Linked DNA regions of Salmo salar: region 2 is linked to region 1. Evidence: chromatin contacts called from public Hi-C data. All regions are on one chromosome and are shown on one strand. Each heading gives the region's core, a stretch centred on a gene start, on an enhancer-like site or on the middle of the called end of the contact. The rest is flanking DNA. Distances are from core to core; before and after follow the strand shown.

Region 1 (6,598 bases), core at 249-2,748:
CAGAGCGGAGCGGTCGCCCCCAGCCCTACTCGTACGAGAGGTTGGTGTTCGGGGCATGCGCAGGTCTCCTGGGCCAATCGGCCTCCTACCCGTTGGATGTGGTGCGGCGGCGCATGCAGACGGCGGGCGTGACGGGGCACACCTACGGCACCATCCTGGGTACCATGCGGGACATCGTGGCGGAGGAGGGCGTGGTGCGTGGCCTCTACAAGGGCCTCAGTATGAACTGGGTCAAAGGGCCCATCGCTGTGGGCATCAGCTTCACCACCTTTGACATGACACAGATCCTTCTGAAGAAGTTGTACCAGCTGAGGTATAATAACAGGTAACCAGTAGGGAGAGACTGGTGGAGAGATGGAGAAGGCAACGGCCAGGGAGTGAAGACCATAGATAATAGCAGGACAGTCGCTCTATGAGAACCTCAGCACAAACGACGTGAAGGCCAGGATGAGAAAAAAAAACGTTGTCGCTTTCTAAGGTCAAGGCATGATGGATTGGGGAATGTGTGATTGAGTGATCCAGGTCAGCACTGTGGACACACACACACACACACACACACACACAGTGTGTGCAATGAATGTCTTCAACTTTGTGTATGTACATGGAGGCATGAAGTCTCATAAGAGGTACATTGGGTGGATCATAATATACACTGTCATCCTGTACATCGTGTTCAGGTGCAATATGTTCAGTTATTCAAAATGCACAATGATCTGCATATGTAAAGGTCTAGGTTACCTGTGTGTGTGTGTGAGAGACTGTGTGTGTGACTGTGACAGACAACGCACACCTTCCGGGTGTCTCCCTTGCCTTGCGTCCCTACTTGAAGAGGGGATCTTCCAACAGTCTGGATCAGATGAGTTGTTCCTATCTATCTCCTTCCACATGAGTTGGATTTGTCTTTTATCAAACCACAATGTACCCCCATGAGATTTAGTTTTGTTTGGTTGATGATTTTTGTTTAATGAGTTATACCAAAGTATATACAAGAGGGGCATTGTAATTAATAATGATTTATGACTAGAGAAGATTGATATTAATAACATATTTTCTTTGGTACAGTGAAGTTCTCACAAGAAATATACACAGTGTACAAAACATGTCCATGACATAAACTGACCAGGTGAATCCAGGTGAAAGCTATGATCCCTTGATGTCACCTGTTAAATCCACTTCAATCAGTGTAGACAAAGGGGAGGTGACAGGTTAAAGAAGGATTTTTAAGCCTTGAGACAATTGAGACATGGATTGTATATGTGTGCCATTCAGAGGGTGAATGGACAAGACAAAATATTTAAGTGCCTTTGAACAGGGTATGGTAGTAGGTGCCAGGTGCACCAGTTTGTGTCAAGAACTGCAACGCTGTTGAGTTTTTCGCACTCAAGTTTCCTGTGTGTATCAAGAACGGTCCACCACCCAAAAAGACATCCTGCCAACTTGACACAACTGTGAAAAGCATTGGAATCAACATGGGTCAGCCTCCCTGTGGAACGCTTTCAACACCTTGTAGAGTCCATGCCTTGGACAAATTGAGGCTGTTCTGAGGGCAGAAGGGGGTGCAACATAATATTGGGGAGGTGAACCTAATATTTTGTACACTCGGAGTGCAATGAATACAGTGAGTGACAATACACAGCTGTTTTTTCACTGACCTACTAACCTGCAGAAAATGAGTTGAACTAACTGACATATATGGGTTAACCTAACAGCCAATAGAATGTTTCTCAGCAGTCTGTCAGTGTAACACGTCCACAGTACTAAAACAGGCCACTGGTATATATTTTAATAGTGTCCAGTTCTATCTTTAGCCTGGCTACAGGCTTGACTGGCTGGCTGGCTGCCTGGGGCTCTGCCTTGTCAGCAGTAGGGAGGACAGCTGGGGGGGTTGTATATTGAGCTAAGTGGAGTGATATAGGGTCGGGGTGATGTGGTGCTGGTAGGGGGGTGACGTGATGCTGGGAGGGGGGTGACGTGATGCTGGGAGGGGGGTGGCGTGATGCTGGGAGGGGGGCTGACGTGGTGTTGGGAGGGGGGTGATGTGATGCTGGGAGGGGGGTGACGTGCTGGGAGAGGGGGTGACGTGGTACTGGTAGGGGAGTGACGTGATGCTGGGAGAGGGGGGTGACGTGGTGCTGGGAGGGGGGGTGACGTGGTGCTGGGAGGGGGGGTGACGTGGTGCTGGGAGGGGGGGTGACGTGGTGCTGGGAGGGGGGCTGACGTGGTGCTGGGAGGGGGGGGGTGACGTGGTGCTGGGAGGGGGGGTGACGTAGAGGCGGGGGGATGTAGGGGTGGGACTTGATAAAGAAGGATTAAGTTTGGTCGGAGTGTCTGGCATCTTAAGTTTGCTCCTCTGAGTTGCCCCAGCACTCCCTGATTCTGCTTCTATAGGACCACTGCGTACTGGCTATCATTTCTGTTCAGAAATATGAATTTTTAAATAAGATTTATCCGGATTGACATCTGCATCTTATTAGTCATTGCAGCACTATTATTAAAAACACACCTCATAACGTTCAGGTGATGTCATTCAGTGCACGTTTTGATAAAGCACAAGCCTTCCTAGTAGTCCACTCAGAGAGCGGTCTGAGTGAAAGCCAGCTGTACAGTGCCCCTCCAGTATCTGGATTGGGGAGTGCTATCCCACAGCTACCCCATAAAAGGAAACCCCTCCAATAAAATGAGACAGACTTCCCTCCTCTACTCTGTACAGCTTTTCTGGGTGTGGTGTTCTGTGGCGCTTGCACTCTCTTAGTCTTCACAACACAGTTGGTTGCACTAGTGTCCTGTATACCTTTTACAGCTACTGTCTGCCTGCTCCCGGTTCAAGTTGGCCCTTAGGCACAGATCCAGGATCAGCTTAACTTCTCAAATTCTAACCATCATTTTCAGCGGGAGCTAATGTAAAACTGACCCTAGATCTGTGTGCATTCATCGTTCTACCTTTCAGCCTACCCAGGCCGACTGAGGTTTTGTTGTGTGTGCTGTGCTCTATTATAGTAAGTGCGCTTGGTTGCAAAATGTGATATGTGACTAAGTCCCAGCTCTTGTTACTGATTATTTGAAGTGCCTAAGAGAGGAGTAGTAACTGTTTTACAATGACTGATATACTGCGTCGCTAACTTTTTGTGGGTTGCTTCCTTTTTCTCGTCAGGCCTGTGTTTTTCATATATCAGATGTTTATAATAAAATAGAGGAGGAAAATTGATGAGTAGCTTTGGAGTTCAGGGGTCAAACTTCTAAGTATGAATGTAGAGCTTTTGGCCCTGCTCCAATACGAAGGAGGTATTCATCCAGGATCATTCTCTCGCGTTGTACCAATACTTCTCAACGATGATGGTCACAATTGAGTACCTAACACAATTACAAATGATCTCTCGAACTCTCTCCCTTGCTACTTGTGGATTCCCCATTGGGAGTCCTCCTAAAAAGTACACTAATGTATCCTATTAGCACCTTCAAAACAGTTGCATTGACGAAATGATCAGTGAACCAGAAACCCCTTGAACAGTCAAGCAGTGTCCAAGCGCCATTGGTTTGGATTGTTTTCTGAGTCAAGATTTATAAAATGAATGCACAAGTTGTTTTTGAGATTGAGTTTGATGTGGCCTACAGCAAGACTGAATAATCAAACAGATTCTCAATTCAAGTGAACTCTATTCTGAAAGATGTGTGTGTGCTTTTTATGAATCAGGAGGGATTTATATGTACCTAATGCAGATTAAAAAAATGGAAGCAAAAATATTTTTAGCCCATCTCTTGCTGAGACAATACTTACAGACCTGCAAACAGTATTCATGCATGTGACTGTTTTTTTATGCATTGATGAACATAAGACTGTTTTGTAAATTGTAATGATTTGTGCCAACAGAATGTATATGAAACTAATGCATATGATCTGTGTTCAGTCTTTAGTGATGGTGTTCATATGAAGAACATGAAATTCTCTTAAATAAACCTGGATGTTGACATTCCCTACTACTACTACTACTACTACTACTACTACTACTACTGATGTTTTGTATAACTACTAAAATACAAAAATATACATTTTATTTCTCTTTAAAAGGTTCTGATGTAAGTGGTGTACAAATAATTTGTAAATGTTTCAAGTAGGATGAAAGCATGACATGAACTTGAGTGGCCACTAGAGTGTGCTACATGACTACTGAACTGGCACGATCCCCCTCAGGTTCATCATACCCAGCGCAACCCAAGATCAAAATGGAACCTTCTGTAAAATGCCAGTAGACGGCAGTGCAACACTATTATAGGGTTTGTCTCTGTGCTTCGTTGGTCCTGCCTTGAACTTGACCTTGACAGAGATGGGGCAAAGCACAGCAGCTAACTTACTACCACTAATTACAGCTGGGTCCACTCCTTAGTCTCAAGTAGCCTCTTGTCATACCCTGTTGTAGTTCGGTGGAAACCCACACAGTACAGGAGCTATTAGCGTTAAAATCCTTGCCCAAGGGCACATCGACAGATTTTGTATTTATTTATTTATTTTTCACCTAGTCAGTTCAGGCATTAGATCCTGCAATCTTTTGGTTACTGGCCTAATGCTCTTAAGCGCTAGGCCCCACACACTTTTCACTTACTCTTTCATACCTTGTATCATTCTAACACGTACAGTGCATTCGAAAAGTGTTCAGACCCCTTGATTTTTTTCCCCCCACATTTTATGTTACAGCCTTATTCTGAAATGGATTCAATAAGAACACAAGAACATTTACACACAATACCCCATAATGACAAAGCAAAAGCAGGTTTTTAGAAATTTTTGCAAATGTTTTAAAAATAAATACAGATGCTTTATTTACATAAGCATTCAGACATTTTGCAATGAGACTTGAAATTAAGCTCAGCTGCATCCTGTTTCCATTGATCAACCTTGATGGTTCTACAACTTGATTGGAGTCCACCTGTGGTAAATTCAATTGATTGGACATGATTTGGAAAGGCACACACCTGTCTATATACGATCCCACATTTGACAGTGCATGTCAGAGCAAAAACCAAGCCATGATGTCAAAGGAATTGTCTGTAAAGCTTTGACACAGGATTGTGTCGAGGCTCAGATATGGGGAAGGGCACCAAAATATTTCTGCAGCATTGAAGGTCCCCAAGAACACAGTGGCCTCCATCATTCTTACATGGAAGATGTTTGGAACCACCAAGACTTCCTAGAGCTGGCCACCAGGCCAAACTGAGCAATCGGGGGAGAAGGGCCTTGGTCAGGGAGGTGACCAAGAACCTGATGGCCACTCTGACAGAGCTCCAGAGTTCCTCTGCGGAGATTGGAGAACCTTCCAGAAGGACAAGCATCTCTGTAGCACTCCACCATTCAGGTCAGACGGAAGCAACTCCTCAGTAAAAGGCACATGACAGCCTGCTTGGAGTTTACCAAAAGGCACCTAAAGGACTCAGACCATGAGAAACAAGATTCACTGGTCTGATGAAACCAAGATTGAACTCTTTGGACTGAATGTTAAGCGTCACATCAATCAATCAATCATTTGTATTTATAAAGCCCTTTTTATATCAGCCAATGTCACAAAGTGCTATACAGAAACCCAGCCTAAAACCCCAAACAGCAAGCAATGCAGATGTAGAAGCACGGTGGAGAAACCTGGCACCATCCCTACGGTGAAGCTTGGTGGTGACATCCTCATTCTGTGGGGATGTTTTTCAGAGGCATGGACTGGGAGACTAGTCAGGCTTGAAGGAAAGATGAACGGAGCAAAAGTACAGAGAGATTATTGATGTAAACTTGCTCCAGTGCTCAGGACCTAAGACTGGGGGCGAAGGTTCACCTTCCAACAGGACAGCGACCCTAAGCACACAGCCAAGACGTTGCAGGAGTGGCTTTGGGACAAGTCTCTGAATGTCCTTGAGTGGCCCAGCCAGAACCCGGACTTAAACCCGATCGTCCCTTGACCCCTCCTCCACCCCTACAGCACCGGTTAGATGTCAATGTCATCACTTAGCTTAACTGTGCTTTCAGGGGTAGCTTGTTTTTAGCTTTGGAATCCTATGCATTCTATTTGAAATTCTGCAGGTTTTCGTAGGAATTCTGTGAGCACGGATTCCATGCGGGTCTAGTCATCACTCAGCAAAACACCTGTCACTCAGTCAGTCTAGATATTATGAACTTGTTCTGAAAGAGTGGCAATAAAAGCCACTCTTTCACGCCTGTGATTGGCTGCTGCGGTGCAGGTCCTAATCCAGGCACTTGTGATCTCCTGTCTGAACTACAGCAACTCGCTGTTGGCTGGGCTTCCCGCTTGTGCCATCAAACCCCTTCAACTTATCCAGAAAACTGAAGCCCGCCTGGTGTTCAACCTTCCCAAGTTCCCCCCATGTCACCCCACTCCTCCTCACACTCCACTGGCTTCCAGTCAAAGCTCGTGTCCACTACAAGACCATGGTGCTTGCCTACGGAGCAGCAAAAGGAACTACCCCTCCCTTCCAGCTCTGCTCAAACCCTACACCCCTACCAGAGCACTCTGTTCTGCCACTCCTGGTCTCTTGGCCCTCCTACTCCTACGGGAGGGCAGCTCCCGCTCAGCCCAGTCCAAGCTCTTCTCTGTCCTGGCAC
Region 2 (5,967 bases), core at 2,835-5,334, 260 kb after region 1:
GATCCACCTCACTGTGATTACCTGCAACACCCATCACCTCCCCTGATCCACCTCACTGTGATTACCTGCAACACCCATCACCTCCCCTGATCCACCTCACTGTGATTACCTACAACACCCATCATCTCCCCAGATCCACCTCACCGAGCTTACCTGCAACACCCATCACTTCCTACCTCGCTGTGCTTACCTGAAACACCCGTCAATGTATTAACACCTGGCCCGTGGCTCTCACTTCCCTCCCCTCGCTCTTTATCCCTCCCTCCCCCACTCCCCCTCTCCCCCTCCGAAAGTATTCAGACCCTTTCACTTTTTTCACATTTTGTTACGTTACAGCCTTATTCTAAAATGGATTAAATAGTTCCCCCCCTCCCATCAATCTACTCACAATACCCCATAATGAAAACAGGTTTTTAGACATTTTTGCAAATGTATAAACAATTAAAAACTGAAATATCACGTTGACATAAGTATTCAGACCCAATACTCAGTACTTTGTTGAAGCACCTTTGGCAGCGATTACAGCCTTGGGGCTTCTTGGGTATGACGCTACAAGCTTGGCACACCTGTATTTGGGGAGTTTCTCCCATTCTTCTCTGCAGAACCTCTCAAGCTCTGTCAGGTTGGATGGGGAGCGTCGCTGCACAGCTATTTTCAGGTCTCCAAAGATGTTAGATCGGGTTCAAGTCCAGGCTCTGGCTGGGTTACTCAATTCAGAGACTTGTCCCGAAGCCACTCCTGCGTTGTCTTGGCTGTGTACTTAGGGTCGTTGACCTGTTGGAAGGTGATCCTTCGCCCCAGTCTGAGGTCCTGAGCGTTCTGGAGCAAGTTTTCATTAAGGATCTCTCTGTACTTTGCTCCATTCATCTTTCCCTTGATCCTGACCAGTCTCCCAGTCCCTGCTGCTGAGAACATTCCCACAGCATGATTCTGCCACCACCATTATCACGACTCAGGATGTGACCCAGATGCAGACACCGTAGGCGGATAGTACAGTTCTCAGATGATTTATTAACACAGGGCAGGCAAAGGGCAGGTCGAGAGCAGGCAGAGGTTCATGATCAGGTCAGAGTCAGGCAGGAACAGGAACAGGATGGCAGGCAGACTCGGGGTCAGGGCATGCAGAATGGTGAAAACCATGAAAAACTAGTAAACAGAAATAAAGAAACAGGAAAGCGGGAAAGAACGCTGGTAAGACCTGACAAGACAAGACGAACTGGCAACAGACAAACAGAGAACACAGGTATGAATACACAGGGGATAATGGGAAAATGGGCGACACCTGGAAGGGGTAGAGACAAGCACAAAGACAGGTGAAACAGATCAGAGTGTGACAACCATGTTTCACCGTAGGGATGGTATTGGCCAGGTGATGAGCAGTGCCTGGTTTCCTCCAGACGTGACACTTGGCATTCATGCCAAAGAGTTCCATCTAGGTTTCATCATACCAGAGAATGTTGTTTCTCATGATCTGAGGAATCTTTAGGTGCATTTTGGAAAACTCCAAGCTGGCTGTCATGTGCCTTTTATTGAGGAGTGGCTTATGTCTGGCCACTCTACCTTAAAGGCCTGATTGATGGAGTGCTGCAGAGATGGTTGTCCTTCTGGAAGTTTCTCCCATCTCCACAGAGGAACTCTGCCAGAGTGACCATCGGGTTCTTGGTCAATTCCCTGACTAAGGCCCTTCTCCCCCGATTGCTCAGTTTGGCTGGGCGGCCAGCTCTAGGAAGTCTTAGTGGTTCCAAACTTCTTCCATTTAAGAATGATAGAGGCCACTGTGTTCTTGGGGACAAAACATTTTTTGGTATCTTTCCCCAGATCTGTGCCTCGACACAATCGTGTTTCGGAGCTCTACGGACAATTCCTTCAACCTCATGGCTTGATTTTTGCTTTGACATGCACTGTCAACTGTCTGACCTTATATAGACAGGTGTGTGACTTTCCAAATCATGTCCAATCAATTGAATTTACCACAGGTGGACTCCAATCAAGTTGTAGAAACATCTCAAGGATGATCAATGGAAACAGGAGGCACCTGAGCTCAATTTCGAATGTCATAGCAAAGGGTCTGTATATTTATGTAAATAAGGTATTTCTGTTTTTTATTTTTAATAAATTAGCAAACATTTCTAAAAACCTGTTTTTGCTTTGTCATTATGGGGTATTAAATCCATTTTAGAATAAGGCTGTAATGTAACAAAATGTGGAAAAAGTGAAGGGGTCTGAATACTTTCCGAATGCACTGTATTGCAGCTTTAACTGGCTGTCTACTAGTCGCAAAAACAATGATTGTTAGGCATCTTAAACTTCTTCAATTCAACCATTATTGGGGTAAAATACACATATACATTTGTGAACAGCCATCCATAACAACCACAATCCATCCGCAAGGCGCAAAAAGCTAAATGAGAGAGCAACAGTGTGATTAAATCATTGTGCTATGCAGATGTTAATGATAACCGTATCGCCCGTAGGCTACACCACTGCTGTCGTTTTACCTCCAAGTGTTTATTCACATTGGATGCATAATCTTTGGATGCTGAGAGAAGACATAGTTTGGACTGTAGCCTACAAAAGCCTATTACTGCTCTTTTCCAGACATCCATCAAACACATTTGGTGTGTCATCATAATGGTCTCTGACTTGTGGTCAGACTTGCTCAGGTGGAACAAATTTAAACTTGCGTGTTTTTCCTCCGCAAACATCCTTTCTGAACTTAAAAGTAGCCTAATCCTAGAAGTAACCATCTAGTTTTTCAAAAGTATCTGTAATCTGATTACAATATTTTTGCTGGTAAAGTAAGAGATCACAGTTTTTTTTATCAGTTATATGTAACTTACTCCCCAACCCTGCATATCAAAGTTACAATAGAGTGTTGAGGAGGAGTGGGATCTCTGTTATAGTCATTGGCGCAAGTTTTCTCATGTCAATTAACTTGTGATATTCTTGGATTACTCATTATACTAATAAAGTCTTATGTAATCAACAAGATAGTCAGTTTAAAAAACGTTAAGGGTACAAGACTGTGTACATATCTGGCTGTGTTGGCAAAATCCCTACATATCCCATTGTCACAGTTCCAAGCCCAGTCAGAAACGTCTAGCTAACCTTACACCTATGATGCTGGTGGATCTTAAAACTGAGGAAGAAACATTGAAATTATATCCTTCGCCACCGTTGTGGCTATTCAACAAAACAATAAATCATTTTCAAGTTTCTTTCGAAAGAATTTCGTAGTTACATGACTTTAAGCAGTTTTGAAGTTGAGAGTGCAGTATTTATGAAGTATAGCAATGAGAATGAAACGTAGCATAACAGCTCGTTTAGCCGGGGTAAAGTCACCTTGTCCGAGAGAGAATTACACGGTTATCAAAACGTCACGCCAGGGTAAGCCTACACGAAACACAGCCCTTATTTTAAGTGTTTCTAAAATCCTCAATACGAAAAATGAAATGGTGGAAAAACGATTGTAACCATTTCCCTGTTTGACCTCTAGGTTTTATGGGTATTATGACTCATACTGTGATACTCTATACAGTAGCCAAAATAGGTTGAAGGTAAAACAGTCATTGTAAAGCTTATAGTGTCATCTAGTGCCTCTTAGGGAAATTACAACTCATCTACACCCACACTCATTACATTCTGTAGGACCATACATATTACTATGTACCTCAATATCATTTCATGCACACAGTAACACATGTTGGCTATTATGTATTACACACATACATCATTCACATTATCTCAATAACAAAACAGTAAAAATGTAAATTCCATAGTAAACATATTGGACGGTTTGAGATACCCCGTATCTTCTGTATCCTATTTTACCACAGCTACATTCACTTCTCAATTTTTAAGAAAGACATTTGGTCTAAACATTTTGGGAAATTAGGCTAAAGTGCAAAGTCACATAAACATGGCCTTATAGTAGGCTGTATTTACCCATTAAAAAAAGATGTATTCTGATCATTCAGAATTTAGACATTCTATCTAAAACATGAACCTTAGAAACATTCGAGGCAACCGTGCGACTATAGTTGAGCTGGAGGAAGGGTGTGTGGGGGCTGAGGGCGGTGTGTATGACAATACCCAACCGCATCGGTGGCACATTTCAAGGCGCGCATCATCTTGAGGTCCAACCACTTCCAAACGCAGTAATGATTGGGAAACTGACCACCGACAATTTCCCTTTTTATCGGAACCTTTAAATGGACTGATGGCAGCCTTGGCAGGATGATATAAAAAAAACGGGTTACCACGCAAGGTGACCCTTTAACTGACGGAATATATGGATTGGACCTCATCGCCAGGACAGACCTGGGGCGCGTCTGAAAGGTAAAAAACATTGCTCTAGAATGCTGGCTTGAATGATTGAATAGTGGAATGATTGAATAGTCTAATATTATTGTTGGCTGGGTTTTGGAATAAAGGTTTAATTTTCGAGGTGGTGGTTTCACAATTGCAGTGATTATTGAGGGTGAAATCGAAAATATTTACTGGACCTGTGTTCTCCACAATAATTGATGCGAGCGCTTTACATGTAATTAAGGCCTTGCCCTTAACACATACTCAGACTAATTATTAGGTGTTGACAGCTGATTTGCGTCATATCCTCAAAATTCACAAACCGACTATTTCTGGCCTATATATTGGCATCCTTACAAGATGCACGTACCTATTGATATTGTCTTTTGTATAAATAAGAACACCATGTCATAAACTCCGTCGTCCTCTAACTATAGCCTATGTCAATTAGGTCATTAATTACATCGTATGGTTTATTTGGCTAGCTAAAGACGATTGAGGCGGTTTCTATACATTTACTTATCAATACATGGTTTGCTGTTGTACAGATGGTTATACCAATAGGGGGGTATAGAACGGCCTGCTAGTCACGTGACAACCCGATGTGCGCAATGTGTAGCATTTGCATACTACAGCATCCTTTTTATAGTTTCTGCCAATTTGGAACTGGGGTTCTTGATGATGGGCAGCCCAATAAATTCACAAGACGAGAGAGACACAATCAGTGGCAACTGATGAACCAGTTAGGCCCGTATTTTATCTTCAAGGAGGTGTGGAAGAAACAGTGGCATGGCTCCTGTGATGTACTGTAGCCTAATTGTCCGGTTATTTAGAGCACATGCACACAGCCCTGAACATCACAGTTGTTCCTCATTTGGTGAGTCATGGGAGAATCAAAGTGGGCGGTTTTATTATTTAAAATTCATTTAGCGTTTGTAACCCCTATGCTAACAGTAATTTGGGTCTGAGCAGGGCAGGCACCAAGCATAAGCACATACGCAGTCACTTAGGGCTCCCCTCGTAATAGTAGAATATACAAGGTTCAATTTCGAAATTTGGTTGTGCATGGGTGTTTTTTCTCTTGTTATGTCAGTCACTGATTAGCCATGTCAACTAAACATTTTTAGATTGGTAAGTTAGTTTAGCCAGCTATCTAAACTTGTATTAATCTTAGTTTAGCCAGCTATTTAAACTTGTATTAATCATGGACAAATACTGACCGGGCACAAAGGGCATGGGCCCAGGGACCATGATCTCCAGGGGACCCCCGTTGATTTAGGTAGTCACTCTCACTCAGATATCATTAACATGGCATAAATCTTGGCAAAATTGGTAGAATTGCAGGAAATTAGCTGCAAAATATGTCTCTGCCCGATGGCAAAATTAGTAGAATTGCATGAAATGTGTTATAAAATTGCTAAACATCTCTCCACCCCATGGCATAATGTGTAGAATTGCAGAAAGTTTGCTTTAAAACTGCAATATGTTCTCTACTCCCCATGGCAAAATGTGTAGAATTGCAGGAAATTCACTTTAAAACAAAAACATTTCCCTCCACCGTCAACTAAAATAATTTACCCGCAAGGTGGGGGCCCTGCCCCCAAACAAATCTCGTTTAGGGCCCCTGAAATGCTAGGGCTGGCCCTGGGTCTGAAAAGG

Evidence for each region. Hi-C and Micro-C count contacts between places; a contact is called where the count stands out from the background.
Region 2: a contact with region 1 is called in a Hi-C map of muscle, with 2.9 times the contacts expected there. The contact joins the promoter of LOC106569692 here to the enhancer-like site in region 1. A contact is called at or near these places in 2 of 3 Hi-C or Micro-C datasets (gill and muscle).

What each region holds. Positions count from the first base shown.
Region 1 is chrssa14:39,445,228-39,451,825 of Ssal_v3.1, forward strand. It overlaps slc25a42 (solute carrier family 25 member 42), which reads left to right. Exons shown (of 8, transcript XM_045694357.1): 8 at 4-1,713. The coding sequence ends at 329. Among protein-coding and RNA genes, the nearest start is that of LOC106569685, 53 kb to the right of the region's middle. Within about 2 kb of position 1,499, at least 1 of the 13 cell types and tissues checked has an H3K27ac peak or open chromatin away from gene starts, as enhancers often do. A contact at or near this core is called in muscle, where this site is marked.
Region 2 is chrssa14:39,699,537-39,705,503 of Ssal_v3.1, forward strand. It overlaps LOC106569692 (myomegalin), which reads left to right and starts at 4,085. Exons shown (of 45, transcript XM_045694367.1): 1 at 4,085-4,338. The coding sequence starts at 4,292.